Regions from separate parts of the Mus musculus genome. Here regions 2, 3 and 4 are each linked to region 1. Evidence: chromatin contacts called from public promoter capture Hi-C data. All regions are on one chromosome and are shown on one strand. The core of a region is the stretch at or near the end of the contact, and the rest is flanking DNA. Distances in the headings are between cores, read along the strand shown.

Region 1 (3,140 bases), core at 348-2,847:
GTCTCCGACAGACTCCATTTCCCAGGTCAGACATATCCTGGTATAACTGCATAGGGGATAACCGCACAGGGGAAGCAGACTGAAGTCTGCTGCCAGAGTCAAACACACCTAGGACAAAGGACACACTGGGAAACTTGTACTGATGGCCTCGGCTGCCCTTTGCTGTGTGCTGAGTAGATGCCAAAAGGCTCTAGCTAATTTGTTTGAGTCAGTCTCTTTCTCCCTGTTTTGCTGCCATGGACTGTACTCTAAGCCCTAGCCATCTGGCTGGAAATTCTAGCTACCAGGGAGGGGGGGGGGGGGGGGAAACTGCCTGAACTATCTATCAGTTCAAATCTGTCCGGGTGTCTAGGAAAACAATTCAACTGCGCATGTGCATTTCTTGGTGGCTCTGGAGAAGCACCAAAAAGGACATTCTTGCTGAAGCAATAATACAAAACTATTTCGCAAGGCTAGGGGGTGTGGATCCATGGTAGAGTGGAATTAAGGCCTTAGGTTCCATCCCTACCACCGCAAAACAAGCAAAACATGCATTTTTGGCAGTTGTCTCACAGACTCTCACCCCGCAGGCGGTAGCCCTCTGCCTCCAGCTCCAAGTCGCACCCGATGCCCTCTCGATACAGACGCTCAATGCTGTGCAGATTCTCCCTCAGCTCCTCTGCCTGGCTGAGCTTCTTTTCATTTCCCCTGGCTTTACCAAGTCCTTCTGGCTTCAGCTGGGCCGCCTTCTTCACCCGGGGTGCTCCCAGCGCCTCTGCAGCAGCCAGCACTTCGTCCTGTGAGGCGGGGCCCAGCACCCCCTCGTAGGCAAAGGTCAGCGCAGCCTCCCAGCCCCTCGGGGTCACATCAAGGCTGAAACTGGGCTGCTGACCCCCACCGCTCAGCAGCCTGCCTCGGAAGAGGCTGCTAATTGCAGCCAAGATCACCCGATGCACCCCATATACCTGTCCCCCCACAGACACCTCTTCATCCAGCAGCAGCTTCTGCTCCCGCAGTCTCTGCGCTTCAGCGAAGAACTGGCAGGGGTGCTCCACGCTGCACAGCATCTCAGGCTCCGCTGAGTCGTCGCTGTCATCCTGCTTCTTCCCTTTCTCCGGAGATGAAGCTAGAAAGGGAAGGTTTCCTGAAACGAAGGGGCTAGGTGGGTCAGGCTCTGCCAGAGAAAAGGAAAACAAGCCGGGATCCTCATCGGAAGAGGGAGACCGGGAGAAGGTTCTTCCGGCAGGCACAGGTAGTTCAAGACTGTCCTTCTCGATAGGAAGGGAGACATGCTCCAAGTCTGAGGAAAGGCTTGCCATCTTCCAGACGCTTGTGAGGTTGCCGCAGGTGCCCAGGCATGAGAGAAGTATACCTGAGCAGCACTCAGGAAAACAGAACTGTCTTCAATTCAGCTGTCAGTCCCTCACTCCGTCCGGTGACACACTAACTTTGGGCTATATGGCGCTAACTAACCATAGGGTTCACCAAGTGCAACAGAACCACAAACGCCTGTAGCCATCTGGCTCAGGACAAAGCCCCGCTTTCCACTCGTTTTCTTTTAATCCCAGGCAGGAGACACCGGGCTTCTGCTTGCCCTCTCTTGAGTTCCCAGTCTGCTTAGGACTGCTGTGTACGGATCCTAGCAGTGCCCGCACTTGGCTAATTATAGCTAGCCTGAGGGCTAAACCCTCATCTCTCAGTGCTGGAAGCTGACACTCAATGCACTGGGCCAAGTCCTGGGATGACTTCCCCTTTCCCTCCTTCCAAACCTGTAGGTCACAAGAGTGTGTTGAGTGGGGAAAATTGCAAAGCAAAGGGAACGCAAACGTTGGGTAGAGTGAGCCAGGCCAGAAGGACTGACTGTTTTCCCAGTTGGTGGCTGGAGGTGACAGGAGGCTAGTGAGGGAGTCTGGAAAGTCTAGACTATAAACAATTAACATTTGACTCATCTTCCTCCATCATAGCTGTGGGATTTGGGGGGGAAATATCTCTTAACATCTGCCTGACTTTGCTGTTCCTTCATAACCCCAGAGGGTGGACCAAAAGCCTAACACTTTACACAGCAGTGATAACCAAACTGAAGGTGTAAATCAGAGATGTGTATTTTTAGGAACTGGTTTTAACAGGTAATGTCTTCTATGTGGCCTCCACTTCCCTTAAGTCCTGAACTCTGGTGGAAATCTCCTGTGAAGGGATTATATGCAGGTACCACTAGGACTGCCAGAAAGTTAAACTCTAATGGCTCTTGTCCTTCCCTAACCGCCCCCCACCCCCCGGCCTCCTGGCCATGCTCTAAGAGAATTTGAACTCACTAGTGGATTTCCTCTTCAGATTCTTCAGAAAGAGGAAGCTTATATCATGTTGTTAGACATGCCTCTAAACCATAGAAGGGAACAGAAGTGAGGCTGCAGGTCCAGTTGGACCAATGCTTCTCAAGGATGGCTTCATCAGGGTGTCCACCAATGGAAGCTCTGAACTCTCTTCTCCCAAGTCACACTGCCAGCACTCAGAGCTGCCTGCTGGATACCAACTGATGTTTTCTTCATACTCCACCCTGAGACTGAAGTCTGCCTTAGTAAGGACAGGGTCAGTAGCCATGTAGGGCCTAGAGCCTGGGTTATAGAAACCAGTTGCCGGGGCTGGAGAGATGGCTCAGTGGTTAAGAGCACTGGCTGCTCTTCCAGAGGTCCTGAGTTCAATTCCCAGCAATCACATGGTGGCTTACAACCATCTGTAATAGGATCTGATGCCCTCTTCTGGTGTGTCTGAAGACAGCTACAGTGTACTCATATAAATAAAATAAATGAATATTAAAAAAAAAGAAACAAGTTGCCCGTCAATTTTCTGGTGACTGTCATCAAATGCTGGTGACTACAACCTGGCTAGATCTTTGGTCTGAACTCTTTGCCCCTTCTCTGGGGTCTGTTTAAATGCAATCAGGCAGGATCAGAAAAGTAATCAAGAGACCCAAATTCCCCTACATCAGTTTCCAAATAACCTTTCCTGAACCTGAATGGTTCCTGAAAGTTTAAGATTTTAAAATAAACAATTTTATGTGGTCATTTCGAGAGGATTTTAAGGTTTGGAATATTTCACTGGCTCTGTATGTATTGGGGTTTGTTTTGTTTTGTTTTGTTTTTCTGAGACAGGATTTCTCTGTG
Region 2 (3,140 bases), core at 184-2,683, 230 kb after region 1:
GAGAAATGGAAAAGAAAGAGAGACATAAGGATGTGTGCTCTATGAAGAGAGAGGGAACTGGAGACTCAAAGGCAGTGAGGAACAGCCTAATGTGAATAGCTTGTGGTCATGATGAGATCCTGGCCTGTGCTCCCACTGAGAACCATGTCTGGGTTCATGGCCCTGCAGAAGGAGGGGTCTGTGTTGATGTCTGTGGCCCATGATATCACCAAAGGCTGTGTGGCTGTCTCTGGTCTAGACTGCCACCTGGGACTAGGCTATGCTAAGCTGATCCTATCCCTCACTTGGGCAGTGTGGGAGAGGGCTCAGGCCTTCATCAGCTGCAGCTCAAATCAGCTCCCTCCCCCACCATATGGAGAAGCACAGTAGAACTGGCCCTGGTTTTAAGGATTGTGGGTGACCTGGGCCCCAAGGGTATGAGTGCAGAAACACTGGCTGTCCTCAGGGGCCATCTGTTGGTGTGGGCGTGGGAGAGATGCCTCCCCTCCCCCGACTGCTAGCCACCTGAAGCAGATAGGAGAGCTGGCCCCACCCCTTGCCAGCTGTAGCATTTGGAGAGCACCCTAAACCTTGCCTGGGCAGTACAGTAGATCTGGCCAAGTTGGTGTGAGCAAAGGAGAGCTATTAGGCTCACCAACTCAGCTACTACCCAGGCCCAGATCCAGGGCTTTGAGTTTGCCCACCCTTACATCTACCCTATCTATGGCAGAGCACATGAAGGGGCAGGTCCTCCAGAACCATAGCTGCAAGATCTCCAGGACTCATGGCAATAACAGGATATCCCAGAGGAGTCCCAGTGAGGATCCAGTATTGATAGTTTAGCAGAAGCCAGAGTCCCCAAACCAGACCAAAGACTCACTGCAATGAACATCTGCAAGTAAAGATGTTTGGACAAAAGGGTCTACTGTGGCACATACTGTTATACACTCTGTGAGATGTTTGTTTTCTTTCCGTGGGGAAGGTGCAAAGGTGGAGTGCGGATACGGAGGGATGAGTGACGAGAGGGATTGGGTGCATGATGTGAAATTCTCAAAAAATCAATTAAAAGTTTTTTTTGTTGTTGTTTTTTTTTTAAAGCTATTTTTAAAGATGCGTATGGGGTAAAGGAACTATATGAATGTAATTGCAGGTGCCCAAAGAGGCCAAAAGCACCAGCTATATATATATATATATATATTTTTTTTTTTTTTTTGTTAAAAAAACCTAAAATCATAGGGCTTCAAAAACGGAAGCTACAGTGAAAAAGGAAGTGCTAAGCCCACAGCAAGTGATCAGGTCCTTAAACCTCTGAGCTTTGAGGCTACTTGGTTTTTGAGTTGAGTTTGTTCTTCCTCTTCGCTGACATTGGAACTGTTAAAGAGCTCACTAGGAGGTGGAGAGTCTTACCCCACTGTACTTCTGCAAAATCTAAGGTTTCTCTTTCATAGGCTTAAAAATAAGCCTTCCTGTGCCCCACCTAGGCAGCTGTGACCGGCTTGAAGAAGAGAAACAAACAAAATATTCTGAGCCTGGGACGGATCATCTGGCCCTGTTCACCATAGGAGCCCAGCACAACCAGCAGGTAAGAGAGGTGCTTCAGGCCCCTGGCCAGGCAGCGGAGTTGTCTGGGAAATGCCAACTGGAGAGGGAAGATAAACATGGACCAAGGGATGACAGGTGGAAGCTGCAGCGGGAGGATGGGGGGTGTTACTGCAGGTATCATACAGGGAAGGGAACCCCACGAAGAGATAAGAGTGAAGATTGGGTACAAATTGACTGGATCGGACTTCTGAGAGTCTAATAACAGGCGGTTTATTCCCAGTGTATTTAAACCCAGTATAATTTGGAAAAAAAAGTTTCCTGGCATAATTCAATCTCTGATGCACAAGGAACTGTAGTAACATTGAAACTCAACTCAGGGTAGTGTCATTTCTTCAAAGAAATAGGTTCTAAAGATAAGCTACCTGTACTAGCTTAAGGGCTTAAAGGTCTGGCCTGGTTTCAGGCATACAGAGAGCATAGAGGTCATTTGGGTCATTAGTCAATTCTGGTCCTTGTTATGGAACCTTGGGGGAGCCTCTGACTGTAAGAGTCATTTATATTAAGAGCAACCTTCAGTCCTGGTTGCAGGAGCTTCATATAGCTGGCCCAACCGATAACACAGGTCACCAGAATGTTAACCACTTCCAGTTGTCAGCTTTCTGGATGGAAGGTCGGGGGTTTTCCTCTTTCCCACTGGAAAGACAATCTTGTGTGCTTAACATTTCTGGTTTCTCTGAAGATCTGTGGATGCACGGGCATTTGTGCTGTGATCCCAACAGGAAGCATTCATGTATGAATTTAGGTCAAAGAGGATGAGAGGTGACAATCAGGCCAGCCTACTCGTCTCTGACCTCCTTATTGGATTTCAAATTTTTCATAGAATTTGAATATGAGACTAGCTTACTTCATTTTTTAGGAGCTATGAAATCATAAAAGGAAGGGGGAAAAATCAAGCTAGTTGTGATAGATACGTTTGCTCTTATTGCTTCTTCTATCACCACAATCTTCCTTTTCCCTACACAGAAAACATGGTGGTAGACCTTCCCAGGTACCTTCCTCTCCTATTGCTGCTTGAGCTGTGGGAGCCGATGTATCTACTTTGCTCTCAGCCTAAGGGTCTCTCCAGGGCACACTGGTTTGAAATTCAGCACGTACAGACAAGTCGTCAACCATGCAACACAGCCATGCGCGGTGTCAACAATTATACCCAACACTGTAAACAGATAAACACCTTTCTGCATGAATCTTTCCAGAATGTGGCTGCTACCTGCAGTTTGCACAATATCACCTGCAAGAACGGTCGGAAGAACTGCCACGAGAGCGCAGAACCTGTCAAGATGACTGACTGCTCACACACTGGAGGAGCCTATCCTAACTGCCGCTATAGTAGTGATAAGCAATACAAGTTCTTCATTGTGGCCTGTGAACACCCAAAGAAGGAAGACCCTCCCTACCAACTAGTGCCTGTGCACTTAGATAAGATTGTGTGAGGCTAGGCCTTTTCTTCTGTTTGATACAGGTTCTCTTACAGTTTATTCCACTTTGCCTTCTGTTCCCACAGAAAAGGGAAGGTGTTGGAAGAATTAAGATGCCTACGCTATCAAAACGGAGCTTAAAAA
Region 3 (3,140 bases), core at 329-2,828, 200 kb after region 1:
AGACAGGATTTCTCTGCACAGCCCTGGCTGTTCTAGAACTAGCTCTGTAGACCAGGCTGACCTCAAACTCACAGAGATCCACCTGCCTCTGCCTCCCAAGTGCTGCTGGAATTAGGGGTTTGCTTTTTAAAAGACTTTACACTCTTAGAGTCTGCTCTGTGGTCAGGAACAAAAGCTCATTGGTGAAGGCAAACTAACTGATTTCAGAACTTTTTGCAGGCAAGTGTAGAACACTCCCAGGTTCATTGCAACACCTCCAATGACCTCATCAGACCCCAGGGGAAGCATCTTCCAGCTCCCACAGCCAGAGATTGCTCGGCTTAGCAATCAAGTTTATTTAATAACTGCTACCAAATCTTGCATCTCTGAACCTTTAAAGAGAAGCCCAGAATGTTTTTCGTGGTTAGAGGCTCTAGATCAGTTGATGAGGACTTATGTGTCAGTCACTGAGAATATAGAAATGAGTAAGTAAAAATTCTTCTCTGGAAAGGATCCACCCAATGGAGAGACACTGAGATTAACTAACTTAAAGGAATGTTGGCAGCCCATTTCTTCAGTTACACCAACGGAAGTGAATCCAGATCCATCCCGACCGTACTGTGGGTCCTTTATACCAGTGCAGTCTTCCCCAAGTGTTCCCAAGTCCGGGTGTGAACATGTCTGCAAGTCAGCGCCCCAAAGCTGCCTGCTTGCATTTTTGCTGCTTTCTGAGGGTTCCCTGTTCCTGCCACACAGAGGACCAGCCTTGCTGAGGGAGTCTGAAGATGCTGGAGTGCTGAATTCTTCCTCCTGCTACGGCGAGTCAGCTGATGCTCTCGTTTTTTTTTTTTTTTTTTTTTTTTTGTGCCCAGACTCACCTCAGACATCCCCAGCACGCTTCCACACAGTGAGAGATGCTTTGCCCCTGCCTCCACCTCTACTCCGCTGACAACCTGTAGGTCTCCCATCCCTATTTTTGCTTTTAGAAATTAGTACAGCTTAAATCACACATAAATATCTACACAATGATGGAGCAAAATCTAGAAATTGACAAGGAGCTAAAATATTGCAACTTTGCCCTATATACAAGATAAATGTATGGCAACTTTTAAAATTGTATGTATTTATTTATCTGCATGTATGTCTGTGTACCACACATATGCAATGCCCAGGGAGACCAGATGAAGGCATCACTACATATGGTTGGGAACTGCCATGTGGGTCTGAGAACTGAACCTGAGTAAGTGCCTGCAACCACTGAGCGATCTGTCCAGCCTTGAAGATGAATCTGTTAGAACAATTCTAGTAGATTTCTTCACTACCTCACTGTGTACTTTCTGGGTTTTAGAAGTCTGACCCCGTGGCTTGTCTACTCTTCGATCTTAGAGTTACCTCATAAGCAGAGCAGACATGCATAATTTCTTCTGTACTTGGTTCCCATAATGCTTAGATGTAGACAGCTGGTTTTGCAACTGTGCTTTAAAGAACAGGAAGCTGAGTAGCCATAAATATATATTCTTTTTTCTCCAGAGGATGGACAGAGGGAGGAGGAGCCCAGGAAGTGCTGTGTGTATTTCTGGGGGTTGGAGAGGTGGGGGCACAGTTGCCTCACTCCTTCCTTTAGACTTCTTTCAAAGTAGTTCCTGAAGTTGGCCTGAACGTCAGGGATAATATGTTTTTGGATCTATGGCATATGCACAGTGAAACTTCAGTCCTACCCTGAGCAAGGATAAGGACCATACACATAAGGAAAGAGGCAGCTTAGGAACAAAAGGCCGTGCTTAGCAAACATTATCATTGCTGAAAGAGATGTGTGGTCCACCAGGTGGTTAATATTTGACCCAGGCATGCTCAGGGGAAAGGTGAATGACTCCTTGTTTGCCCATGATTAGTGGCCTTGGTTTACAAGTCGCTGCCAAAGTAAAGATCCTTAGATAGGTTCTCCCCACCCCGTCACATGAGCACTGTATATTACCAGCCTGTGAGGAGCCTCTAGCTTCACACCGCAGGACCCTGTCTCCAGGAGCACGCAGCTGGACACATTCCCAGTCGGAGGAAAGCTGGCCAGCTTTGGTAAGATTCTTCCTTGTGGGTGTTCAACTCTCTGCTTCTTTTCCTCTGTGCTCTTTCTAGCAGTTCATCTATTTTAGTGAAACTGACTAACACCCCTTACGCTTTCTGGACTCAAACTTGCACATTAAAAAGAAAACGAGTAAGAGTTAAAATTTAAAATGAAAACAGGATTATTTGGTGTGGTTTGTATCTGGGAAGCAATTAATGGGATTTCGATCAAGGAGATGGAGATATAGGAGGGTTTCTTCAATTGTGATTAAAAGCCCCCAAAGGCTTAGGAAGCCATTTGCAGAAGGGCATGTGATCTGTCGTGTTTCCTCCATAACAAGCTTGGCTTGGCAGGAATAATAAGGAAAACCCCGAGTCTGGTGGTGGTGGTCCACACCTTTAATTTCAGCACTGGGGTGGTAGAGGCAGGCAGATCTCTGAGTTCAAGGCCAGTCTGGTCTATAAAGTGAGTTCCAGGACAGCCAGGGCTACCCAGAGAAAGCCTGTCTCCAAAAAGAAAAAGGAAAGAAAAGAAAAGAAAAAAAAAAAAAAAAAAAAAAAAGGAAAACCCGGAATCAGGAAGTACTTTCAGCAGTATTTCCTACTCAATTCTTTCCTAAAAAAAAAAAAGAAGGAAGAAAAAAGAAAAAGTTATGGACGCTCCTTAAAAACAAAGAGGAACATGAACCAAGATCAAAAGATGCTAGGTTGAGGGGAGAAAGGAGGAAAGACAGGAGGAAGACCAGGCACAGGGTGTTCTAGTCCAGTTGGACTGTTATGAAGATACACAAAGTAGGGAGAGTATACCTAGGAGAAGGGTGTTTATCACATTGCCACCCCAGCTGCAGGTAGTTTGCTACATGTCTAGTCTACATAGCACTGCCAACCCGGATTCCTGTGAGCACTACCTGGTTAAGAATGGGTAAACTGAGTCTGCACAAGAGTTGGAACTATTCCACTGCAGAAATCCGAATGACAGTCATTGTTGTGTATGCGACTAAGGTTCAGTACCTTTGGCCATGGCAGATTTACACCTGCACTCTCTAACAATAACACTCTCGCTTGTTTTCTCACAATTATACCTTGTCTGGCTTTGGGGG
Region 4 (3,140 bases), core at 209-2,708, 140 kb after region 1:
ACATCTCTTCACCCCATAGTCTGCTGTTTCTATGTATAGGTCTTTATAAGTTTATGAGCAAATGTCTTTGCTTATCAATTCAACACTAAGCCGATGACATAAGATACAAGATAATTTTAAAGGAAAATATTGCATGCATCTTAGTGATGTCTGTCATGAAACCTTCCTGGTTAATTGTGATACATTTTAAAGATCTTTCTATAGGAAACTGAGGAGTGACAACATCTATCCATTAGACGATTCCAATTTGCTAAAATAAGCAACAAAGCCTAGTCTACAAACCAGTTTAGAGACCAGTCTTTTGTAGAGAACTTCTAGACCCAGTTGTCTTGTGTATTCCTATCCCAAATAGGACTGTTTTTCATTAATTCTCCAAGATCTTTCTCTCAGTGGAAAGCAAGGACCTTCTCTCTACTTGAAGTAGGCTTCTGAGACAGAATTTGCACGTGGCTTCCTACCTCAATTGTACCCATTGTTATCTATTGTTTCAGAGAAAGGGTGGATCGCTTTACTTAGAACTTGACAGCAGAGATACGAGTCTTCAGTGAGAATAAATCATTCTGAGTTAGGAAGAGAGAGTGAATCTGAGCAGCTCATAAGTACATTGTTGAAGTGAATTTAAATCTTAAAACAGTAACACAGATAGTAGTATAAGAAGTTGTACACGTCTTACCATAAGCTATGACAAAGACTTCCTATATATTTCCAACATTGGAACAGCCAAATTATAGAAGTTCTGTTTACTTTTTATTATTAGCATCTTCTCACTTCCCTCATGGCAACTATAGCAACCAAGAAACTCTAGCCCATGTGTAAGATAAGTAGGAATACAGTTGTGGCTAATTGCTTATTTGGATTTTTATCATATCCATTAGGAAAGGCCACAGAAATTTATAGAGAGAGTCAGAAGATGGGGGCACACAGTGGAAAATGGAGCGACTAGGAAAGTTAAACACAGAGGTACAGAGGGAGGAAAAGAAGTTGTATTTCAAACTGGTGGTGTTGAGTGGTCCTTCTACGTGAACATATACCTTCCTCCACATAATTTTTTCATACCTCCATCAATATCACCCTGTGAGAACCAGAGAGTTCAGCTCAAAACTCTGCAGTGAGAACACAGAGCATCTGGGGCATCTTGAGCAAGAGTGAGCAAATCGACACACACATGATCAATGGAGTCCAGGTGTACCCACTCACCGAGTGAGAACTCAGCAACAAAGTGGCCTTCAACAAATCTATCGCATTACAGTTTCTGTACGTTTCAAACCTGGGAGTGTCTAGGTAACAGGGAAAGAAATCATTATCAAGTTATCTTAAACACCAGAGAGCCTCGACTGACTCACAGAAGAGGGATGTCCAAGGGGCACAGGAGGAGGAAGCTAAAACTCTTCACCAGACTCTTGCCATCGTCTCCTCTCCACTTCTTTGTAGAACAAAAGTGCTCCTCTACGGGCGCTCTGTGGAATGGCAGGGCCAGGCACTGTCACTTTTGTACCCTCTTCTAGGGTCACAGTGTTCCCACTGTGCAGCCTTCCCCCACCTTCTTTCATCAAGGAAACTCACTCTTCTGATTGGCCTTGCCTCTGCCACTTGAGTAAATTGGCAATGTGGGGGTTTCTCACTGGTCAGCCATGCTCTTCTTGAGGAAAGAAAAGCAAAACCATGAAGAAAAGCCTAGCAGAACTTTAAATTGTTGACAAAAGCGCTGCTGGTACTGAGCAGAAAACCAGTGAGGGCCGTGGGCATTTGCGTGGGTGGAGAAGTCAGAACGCTGAACTCTGTCAACCTCATAGTTTTAATTATTATTGCATTTTAATTGTGTATGGGGGCATGTGCTCCACGGTGACATGTAGAGGTCAGAGGATGACTTTCGGGAGTTGCTTCTCGTTTTCTGTCATGTAGATTCCAGGAATTGAAATGAGCTCCTCAGGCGTGCTGAGCCATCTTACCAGCCCTATGTCTCCATCTTTTCCTTATCTCACCATTTTATTCAGTGGAAATATAGATTGCATACGAGGAAAAAAAAAGAGGTTTTGTTTTTGTTTTTGTTTTTGTTTTTTCAAGATAGGGTTTCTCTGTGTGGCCCTGGCTGTCCTGGAACTCACTCTGTAGACCAGGCTGGCCTCAAACTCAGAGATCTGCCTGCCTCTGCCTCCCAAATGCTGGGATTAAAGGTGTGTGCTACCACTGCCCAGCAAGAAAGAGATCGTAATAAAGTGTTATTTATGAATGAATTATTTCTTGCTAATTTCTTTTTTTTCTCAAGATTTATTTATTTTATCTTATATATGTAAGTACACTGTCACTGTCTTCAGACACACTAGAAGAGGGCACCAGATCCCATTACAGATGGTTGTGAGCCACCATGTGATTGCTGGGAATTGAACTCAGCACCTCTGGAAGAGCAGTCAGTGCTCTTAACCTCTGAGCCATATCTCCAGCCCTCTTGCTAATTTCCTAATCTTAGTTTCACTACTATAAATGTTGGAACTCAAAAGAGATTTTAGCACTACAATATGCTTTTAAGATTCCAAGCATCCCTGGTTAAATTTTGTAAGGAAATTCCAGGTTTTAATTGCACCAAATGGATTATTTTCGCAAATATTTTGAAGCAATGTTGTTTGTCTTAAACATTCACCTCAAAACCTAAAGGAGGACAAAGACCGCACTGAGTGAAGAAAATCTGAACAGCCTGAGTCCAGAGTGGATAGCCAGGAGGTCAAACACATTGTTAACTCAGTTCACAGCGCTTCTTCCTCTAAGGTGAATGGTAAGTGCTTGAGCTTGTGAGACATGCAGAATAAACCTACAAGAAACAAAAATTCTCATTGATTGAAAGTCAACTTTCAAACATAAGTACAGAGTAATTTTCATATCTCACTTTGGAACAATGAAGTCAATCCAGCACAGAGGCGGCAGAATCTCTTCACACGTGTCATGCTTTTTGCAAATTAATTTTCACTAATGCTTTGTCTAGCTTTTTAAAGCACAAGGCTATATAAAAATGTAACAGATAGTGATAAGTAGAAACCTGCTACATTTTTCTGTGAGTCATTGTGACCCCAGACGATGTAGACTTCTTATTCAACCCCTAGCTATGGCTTGCTTTCTATTCTCTTTCCCCTCTGAAGTCAAAGATG

What was found. Promoter capture Hi-C pulls out the DNA fragments that hold promoters and counts their contacts. Capture Hi-C pulls out chosen DNA fragments and counts their contacts.
Region 2: a promoter capture Hi-C map of liver shows a contact between it and region 1. The contact joins the promoter of Rnase6 here to the promoter of Klhl33 in region 1. A contact is called at or near these places in 3 of 39 promoter capture datasets (the C10 cell line, the HPC-7 cell line and cranial neural crest) and 1 of 9 other capture datasets (liver).
Region 3: a promoter capture Hi-C map of liver shows a contact between it and region 1. The contact joins the promoter of Rnase4 here to the promoter of Klhl33 in region 1. A contact is called at or near these places in 15 of 39 promoter capture datasets (the 3T3-L1 cell line, 3T3-L1-derived adipocytes, the C10 cell line and 8 more), 6 of 484 Hi-C or Micro-C datasets (embryonic stem cells, liver, muscle stem cells and 1 more), 9 of 115 datasets of contacts at active chromatin or transcription factors (the 230-238 cell line, embryonic stem cells, fibro-adipogenic progenitors and 2 more) and 5 of 9 other capture datasets (adipose tissue, embryonic stem cells, liver and 2 more).
Region 4: a contact with region 1 is called in a promoter capture Hi-C map of the HPC-7 cell line. The contact joins the promoter of Rnase9 here to the promoter of Klhl33 in region 1. A contact is called at or near these places in 13 of 39 promoter capture datasets (3T3-L1-derived adipocytes, the C10 cell line, the HPC-7 cell line and 8 more), 3 of 484 Hi-C or Micro-C datasets (embryonic stem cells and palatal mesenchyme), 1 of 115 datasets of contacts at active chromatin or transcription factors (forebrain) and 4 of 9 other capture datasets (adipose tissue, liver, macrophages and 1 more).

Annotation. Positions count from the first base shown.
Region 1 is chr14:50,895,886-50,899,025 of GRCm38.p6, forward strand. Klhl33 (kelch-like 33) reads right to left here and starts at 1,598. Exons shown (of 4, transcript NM_001370764.1): 1 at 563-1,598. The coding sequence starts at 1,298.
Region 2 is chr14:51,127,604-51,130,743 of GRCm38.p6, forward strand. Rnase6 (ribonuclease, RNase A family, 6) reads left to right here and starts at 1,434. Exons shown (of 2, transcript NM_030098.3): 1 at 1,434-1,561; 2 at 2,545-3,140. The coding sequence starts at 2,550. The coding sequence ends at 3,011.
Region 3 is chr14:51,094,422-51,097,561 of GRCm38.p6, forward strand. Rnase4 (ribonuclease, RNase A family 4) reads left to right here and starts at 1,579. Exons shown (of 2, transcript NM_201239.3): 1 at 1,579-2,052. Ang (angiogenin, ribonuclease, RNase A family, 5) reads left to right here and starts at 1,579. Exons shown (of 2, transcript NM_007447.3): 1 at 1,579-2,052.
Region 4 is chr14:51,040,409-51,043,548 of GRCm38.p6, forward strand. Rnase9 (ribonuclease, RNase A family, 9 (non-active)) reads right to left here and starts at 1,459. Exons shown (of 2, transcript NM_183032.2): 1 at 1,344-1,459.